Linked DNA regions of Gasterosteus aculeatus: region 2 is linked to region 1. Evidence: chromatin contacts called from public Hi-C data. All regions are on one chromosome and are shown on one strand. Each heading gives the region's core, a stretch centred on a gene start, on an enhancer-like site or on the middle of the called end of the contact. The rest is flanking DNA. Distances are from core to core; before and after follow the strand shown.

Region 1 (3,320 bases), core at 550-3,049:
CAGCACTCAGTGACAGATTTATGGCCTCTCTTTGTGCATGTGTGTGTACGCATGTGTGTGTCGGAGCAGTAGGGATAAATTGAGAGCGAGAGACACGAGATACAAGAGAAGAGTGCATGTGAGTGGAGGCGAGAGGCGTCAAACGAAAACGCGGCCATTTTGCATTCCATCGATATCCTCGTCCCCCCCGACCATCCATCTGAATCTCTGCCGTATTTCACCCGCCGTCTCCCCTCTCCTTTTATCCTTCCCTGGTCTCTTCTCCTCTCCTCTCTCCCTCTCTGTCTCATCACCCTGCTCTTCGCTCGGCGCTCTTGGCCCTTGCATTGCTCCGCTGGGTCCCAGGCTGTAAAGCCCTCTCAGGGGGAAGGGTGTAAATCTGTCTCCCCGCCTCAGGAGATTTCCTGGAGCTCAGCAGACTCAACAAAGCCTCGGCCACGGCGGAGGACCGAGCGTTTCTCTCTCACTCACACGCAAATGTAGACTTTTAGATTATACATTTACAAATAAAAGGGCAGCATGCGCGCACGTTCACTCGCCCGCCTGCCGTTGTTTGGAAGTTCCTGTGAAAATAAACAGGTATGCTTCTTCTTTCTTGTCTAGCCGAGTGCCTGGGAAACCACTGTTTGTATTTGTGTATGTGGGAGGGGACCCTGCCCCCAAACCTTTTGTCCAGAAGGGCTGTCCAGACAAGCTTGTTGTCTATCTTTACCCCCCCCCAACACCCTCACACACACACACACACACACACACGCACACACACGCACCCTCCCTTTCTTTTTTCGCCAACTCCCTCTCTGCTTTATTGCACTTGATTCTAAGCGCGTCCATTCCTGAGATGGCTCAGATAGCAGCTGAAGCTAAATTGCCCGTCATAAAGCATCTGCAATAGCAATGCAGCTCTCGGGGTGGGACTGCTGCAAGGGGGTAGAAGGCAGTTAGAGCTCACCGTGAAAATACAACGTTCTCTTTCTAAGCTGTAAATGTGGAATATGAACTCTGTTTCAACATCCACAAATCATAATGCTCTTCCTGAAACATTAAACGATTCTGTTGCATGATCGATTTCCTGAGTGCCCCCTAAATCAGTTTTATGCAGATAATTTTAAGGAACATTTGGCTATTTGAGTGTGTGGGTTTTAGGGAAAAGTGACTGAAAATCAAGAGTAAAATGATCTAATGGTATTTCGGGATGCTGAAAATGCTTCTGCATGATACTACTAATTACTCACACCAGACAGGCTAGTTAGAGTGAGATGCTGTGATTTATGGAGGAGTCATATATTTGGCTGTGCTATGTTCCTGTCAAATGTTTGACAGATAGATGACTGCTGGGCTGTAATCTGCCTTCCTGTTTGTTTTCCTGTTTGTTTTCTCATGTAACAACAAGGGCACTTCCCAGCCTCGACTGTAGAGGGCGCACTTGTGAAAGTGCGGCCTTGTGTCATCGTGACAACAGCAGATTTTCACAGTGGGGGGGGGGACACAAAGCAGAGAGGAAGCATGAGGAAGTCAACAATTGAAAGGCAAAACCTGTTGAGATCACTGCACTGACTCATCTGTGTCTGTGGTATTTGGGGCTTGACATGTCTCCACAACCAAAATAACCCCTTGACCCGCTAAATAAATCTGAACAAAGATTGGGCGTAGCCAACACAACAACGTGGCCAAAAGATCGAGACATAGACACTGTTCTGCAGTCGAGTGGGAAAATCCCTGCTCCACTGGTGTCTGCAGCGTACTTGATCAAAGCTGTAAACTGAGTGAGAAAGACAAGAATTCCAAGGAACCGCAGGAGCAAGACAGGGCCAGCAACCGGCTTGGCAGTAGCCCCGGTGTGATCATCATCTATGGGGGGAAGTGACGCCCCTCAGTCCTGCCCCCTCCTGCCTTCCAGCTAGCCTTGCCTCGTGACAGATGGACCCTATGACAGCAGGACGCAGCAACCTGCAATTGAACATTCCCCTGTGATCTGTCAATGTCCGTGATGGTGTTTCATGCTAAAAAAAAACACAAAACAACCCCACACAGTGACACAGGTACCTGCACACACACACACACCCTCACATTAACCCAAGTATTAGAAGAATCACGGCCTGGAAATGCCTCAGATGCCGGTTGCAGGTGTCTTTTGAGACGTATGATGTTGTTCCGCGCAGGGTTCCTAGTCCCAGTTTGAAATATCCGATAATTGCAGGATATGGTTGAGACAGTGTTTCCGCCGGCCCTCCTTTGGTGTCTGCTGGATCTCAGAGGAGGCAGCAGTCCTTCGTTTTGACCACAAGGTGTCACCTTGCTCACAAATTGCAAATGGCTCCAAGCATGATGGGCGCTTTATTTTCCGCCTTGGTGGCAGTGCTGTGGTGTATCACGGCAAAATGAAATAGGGAACATCTAAATAGGACATAAATGCGTTTGCCACATACAGGGCTTAATGAAGTCAGCCTTGCCAGTACATTAGGGACAAAGGCAGCAGAGAGAAAGGCAGTGAAGGACAACTCAAAAACAGTTCCCAAATAAAAACGGGAGATAAATATGAACGGCGAGCCTCCTCAATGAAATACACTTCATTGGATGTCCAAGGGGAGATTTATTTTCCAAGCAACTGGCTTTTTATGGTCAAACCCCTCCACACTGGCGAACAGCAGTGCGTTGTAATACGGCATGTAAAGAATGGGATTCAATAGAAGCAGTTGTCCATTTGTCATATTTAAGGGGATAGAAAAATGACTATTGGCTGCCATGTGCTTGAACAGCTCAAGCTGCCTTTTTTGTGTGTGCAAAATGGAGGATGTAGATGAATGTACTTCATACATGACTCTGTACAGCCAAACTATCATGTCATGTCATATAACTTAAACCATTAGCATATCATTATCCTGAGCCTGGAGCAGTAGCTGATGCTTTGCTATGTTTCAGTGGAAATTATAAAACAATACGGCCGTCCTCACTTGGTTGTAGCAAACTAATGATTGCTTGGCTTCACAGCCGTAAAAGCATGGTGCAAAATTAATTGTTTCAATCAATCAATTGGTCAATTTCATAGCCATGAAGCTTTGCCCAAGATCGTGTGCTTTCTCTATACCCCTCTGCTTCAGGATGAGCCTGGAGAATGCCAGGTGATTTATGGCCTCTGTGTGTGCTGCATACATATACAAATACTTTACAGACACGCTGAAAATCCTACACACTCGAGAGACAAACTCATACAAACATGCACGTTACACATTCCAAGTAGATGACACACAGCGATGGGGGCGGATCACGTGAAGAAACAGGACGAGCCGAGGGAAGTCTTGGATGTATGCTTAGCACGCCGG
Region 2 (3,320 bases), core at 487-2,986, 89 kb after region 1:
TATAAATTATGCATATTTTTGCTTTTATCAATGTCAAAAAACAAATTCGATTAATTCTTACCAAGCTGCCACTGTTAGCAAACAGGCAAATACGAACTGTATTCTTGCATTGTATTCTTATATCGCACCAATGCACCAAGTCAAATTCCTATGTGTAAAATATGTGGCAATTAATGCTGATCTGAGACGTGAACTGTGACCAACAACAATATGTTATTAAAAAAACGAAATCTTGAATTATCGTTACATCGATGGAGAAAGGTGTTTTAGTGTTAGTGGAAAAAATATATAATAGTAGCCACGGGTTTTAGTACAAACTTCAGTTTTTAATCAAAGCTCTGGAATTCTATGGAGGATAAATACACCTTTGGGTTACGTCGCATGCAACGCAAATGACAATGCAAATCCCTTTGAGAGGAAGAGATTGAAGTGGTTGTTTGTTTATGCGTGTGCCAGTGTGTGTGTGTGTGTGTGTGTGTGTGTGTGTGTGTGTGTGTGTGTGTGTGTGTGTGTGTGTGTGTGTGTGTGTGTTGTATGTGTGTGAGAGCGTTTATTTAAACGATAACTGCCATTCTCGTATTAATGCAAAAGGTGTTAAATGCCAGGAGCACCACAACCCGCTAAGAGAGGCTGGCAAATGTTCACACACCGTTTGACAGAGTTGTGACTGCGATCAAACACGGGTCCGCATTATTGGGTCGTGGCACAACACACACGGTACAGACAGAAGAAATGCACATGTGGAAGTCCGCACGTTTCCTGTGTGTATTTTAGTGTGCATTCTTCTGAGAGTGGGTGAGGGCCGTGTGGGGGGGGGGGGGGGGGGGGGTAAGGGTGTGTGTGTGTGTGTGTGTGTGTGTGTGTGTGTGTGTGTGTGTGTGTGTGTGTCAGGGAAAAGGAGGAGGGTGTAAAGTAGTCGTCTACCTTTTAATTGCCCGTCCGAGTTATCTGAACAGCTGTCACTCTTGGCCTTCTCTTCCTTTCTTTTCTGACTCTCATCTGTCTTTGAACGCTCCCTCGTTCTTCCCTGTGCCAATGTATTGCAACTTATTGCCGATTTTGATGCTGATTCAACAGATGTCTCCAAGTGGGTCAGAGAGAAGCCGGAGGGGAACTGCTCGTCGTCCTGCTGCGGCCTCTCGTTGTACACCTGGAAACAGTCTCTGGACGAGGCGCTGCGCTCGGGCCGGCAGCTATTGTCCCCGAGCCGGATGTAAGTGGCCGACTCTGTTGTCTGCTTCCCCTTATTGCTGTCATCCTGATAGAGGCAACAAAACGCCTCCTCTTTGACGTTGCCCGCTGGAAACGAGCAGGGTTGTAAACACTGGGCAACAGGTTGTTCCTCCCCACTGGTTTTGGAGCCCGGTGTCCATGCGGCCGACAGGTAGGGCGCATCCAGGAAGCCGCTGAGCGGAACACCGCCCGGAGCAACCTGGTCTCCTTTCGAGAGTGAAGCTGGTCCTACCTTCCCAATGTTCCTCATCATTGAATATCCGTACTCTGCAGCCGCGTGGCTATACATCCCGGGGTTGTTGGAATAACCCTCGGCCCTGAAGGAAGATGATCCTCCCGTTAAAGAATCCATCAGGAATTTACCGGGCGCTATATTATTCGGACATGACATTTTTTTTTTTTGCATTTGGCAACACAGTGATCGACTGGTGAGTTGCACCGCTCTGAACTATGCGGGATTTATCCGAGAGAATAACGACAGTAGGATGCTGACATCTTTTGGAGGGGGTGAAAAATATCAGCAACATAATTATGGATGCGGGGAGACATGTCATGTGATTTTCAGACCAATAGCAGCGTGAAAGTGGCCTTGATGCTCCAGACTGAGGTGACGTCAGCACGGTCAAGTTGGGGAACCTGGAGTCTTTTTGGTAGAGCAGGAGCGCCATCTAGCGCTCAAATACCGGTTAGGACAGGAGGGCCGCAGCAGGGCGAACAAAGGGAGGCGGCTGCAGCAAGATCTTTGTGGCAGCTATTAGGTGCCTTTCTAAATATTCCGATTTAGTTTCAGTCCTGAACTTTAGAAATTTGAAAGGAAATGAATTGGGGCAACGTGTAATGTCCCTTTAGTCCGGCGCTGCGGAGGACAAGCATTCCAAGAGTTGCTTTTGCGTGTGTGTGTGTGTTCATTTTGTTTGTTTCGTCGATTTGCTTTGTTGTTGCCATCGATTTGGGGAAAGTAAGATATTCGCAGGTGTGTTATCAAAACACTTAAAATGTCTACATTTAAAATCGTTAATTGCAGAGAGGTTTAAACATTCGCGTAAATGAGGTGACCTGCTGCCGATTTTCAGAAACACATTTCAAACATTACGAAAACCTTTTTTTTGTATCCATTTAGATTTGTCTTTAAAGGACTTTACCACACTGAATTATACCATTTTTTTTCCAAAAGCAAATATATAATTTAATCAATTTAACTCATACAGTCGCGTTTGGCCGTCAAAATGGGTTTCTTCTTGAATTGGCAGACATAAATAGTATCTTGACCATGGGATTGGTTCGCTATGGAAATGTATTATTGGTATCTTATGCAGAATGACGTCAATGATGCTGTTTCTTTCATTTCTGTTGGTGCTCTCGATATGTTATCTGAAATTAAGAGTGTAATAGATGTTCTCGTTTTTGTTCATATTTAATTCTCAGCCTGCGGGTCAGAAGAACTGCTGTGTGAATTAAGTGTGTCTCTCATTAAAATGAACGTATTTGTGCAGATACACGTTATCTATAAGTGGAGGCGAACCGTTCAAAGTCTTATTTGCACACGTGGTAGATTGATAATCTGTTTCTTTTTGTGTACATTGTGTGTGAATTTTAGCAAATTAAAATGTAGCCCATATTTTTGTGGGAAATCCCTGTTTTCTTCACTCTGTGTGTTGTGTTGTTTTGTGCGTCTGACGTGCTTGGCTCAGCCTTCGGACATATTTTCCTAACAAACCCGCAATTGTTCTAAACACTATAAACACGTTTCTCCCAAACGTTCACGAGGCGCTATTCCGTGCCGAAGTTAAAAAAAATCACAATTATTCCATTAAAAAAACATGGAGCTTGTAAAACTGTAATTCATTATTTTCTGGATGTGAAAAAGGCCACGAAGCGGTGATTCAAAAATGCTGCGTGCCTACAGGAGCTGCAACAAAACTACGTCTCATCAGCGTTGTGAACACTATCACAGACCAACAAACACGACTCCAGATGCTCATATTGATGGCAACAGTTTAGTTGAAAGATTGTTCGTGGAAATTATGCTACGCGGGTTTGCTCGCGTCCTGTAGTTTGGTTTGTGCGAATTGTGCACCTCCTTTTGT

Evidence for each region. Hi-C and Micro-C count contacts between places; a contact is called where the count stands out from the background.
Region 2: a Hi-C map of skeletal muscle shows a contact between it and region 1, with 5 times the contacts expected there. The contact joins the promoter of LOC120829400 here to the enhancer-like site in region 1. A contact is called at or near these places in 4 of 6 Hi-C or Micro-C datasets (blood and trunk muscle, skeletal muscle and whole body).

What each region holds. Positions count from the first base shown.
Region 1 is chr2:10,237,397-10,240,716 of fGasAcu3.hap1.1, forward strand. No RefSeq gene overlaps it. Among protein-coding and RNA genes, the nearest start is that of hnrnpa1b, 16 kb to the left of the region's middle. Within about 2 kb of position 1,800, at least 2 of the 9 cell types and tissues checked have open chromatin away from gene starts, as enhancers often do.
Region 2 is chr2:10,326,729-10,330,048 of fGasAcu3.hap1.1, forward strand. LOC120829400 (homeobox protein Hox-C10a) reads right to left here and starts at 1,737. Exons shown (of 3, transcript XR_013453119.1): 1 at 925-1,737. It overlaps LOC144388877 (a long non-coding RNA gene), which reads left to right. Exons shown (of 2, transcript XR_013453139.1): 2 at 1,078-2,879.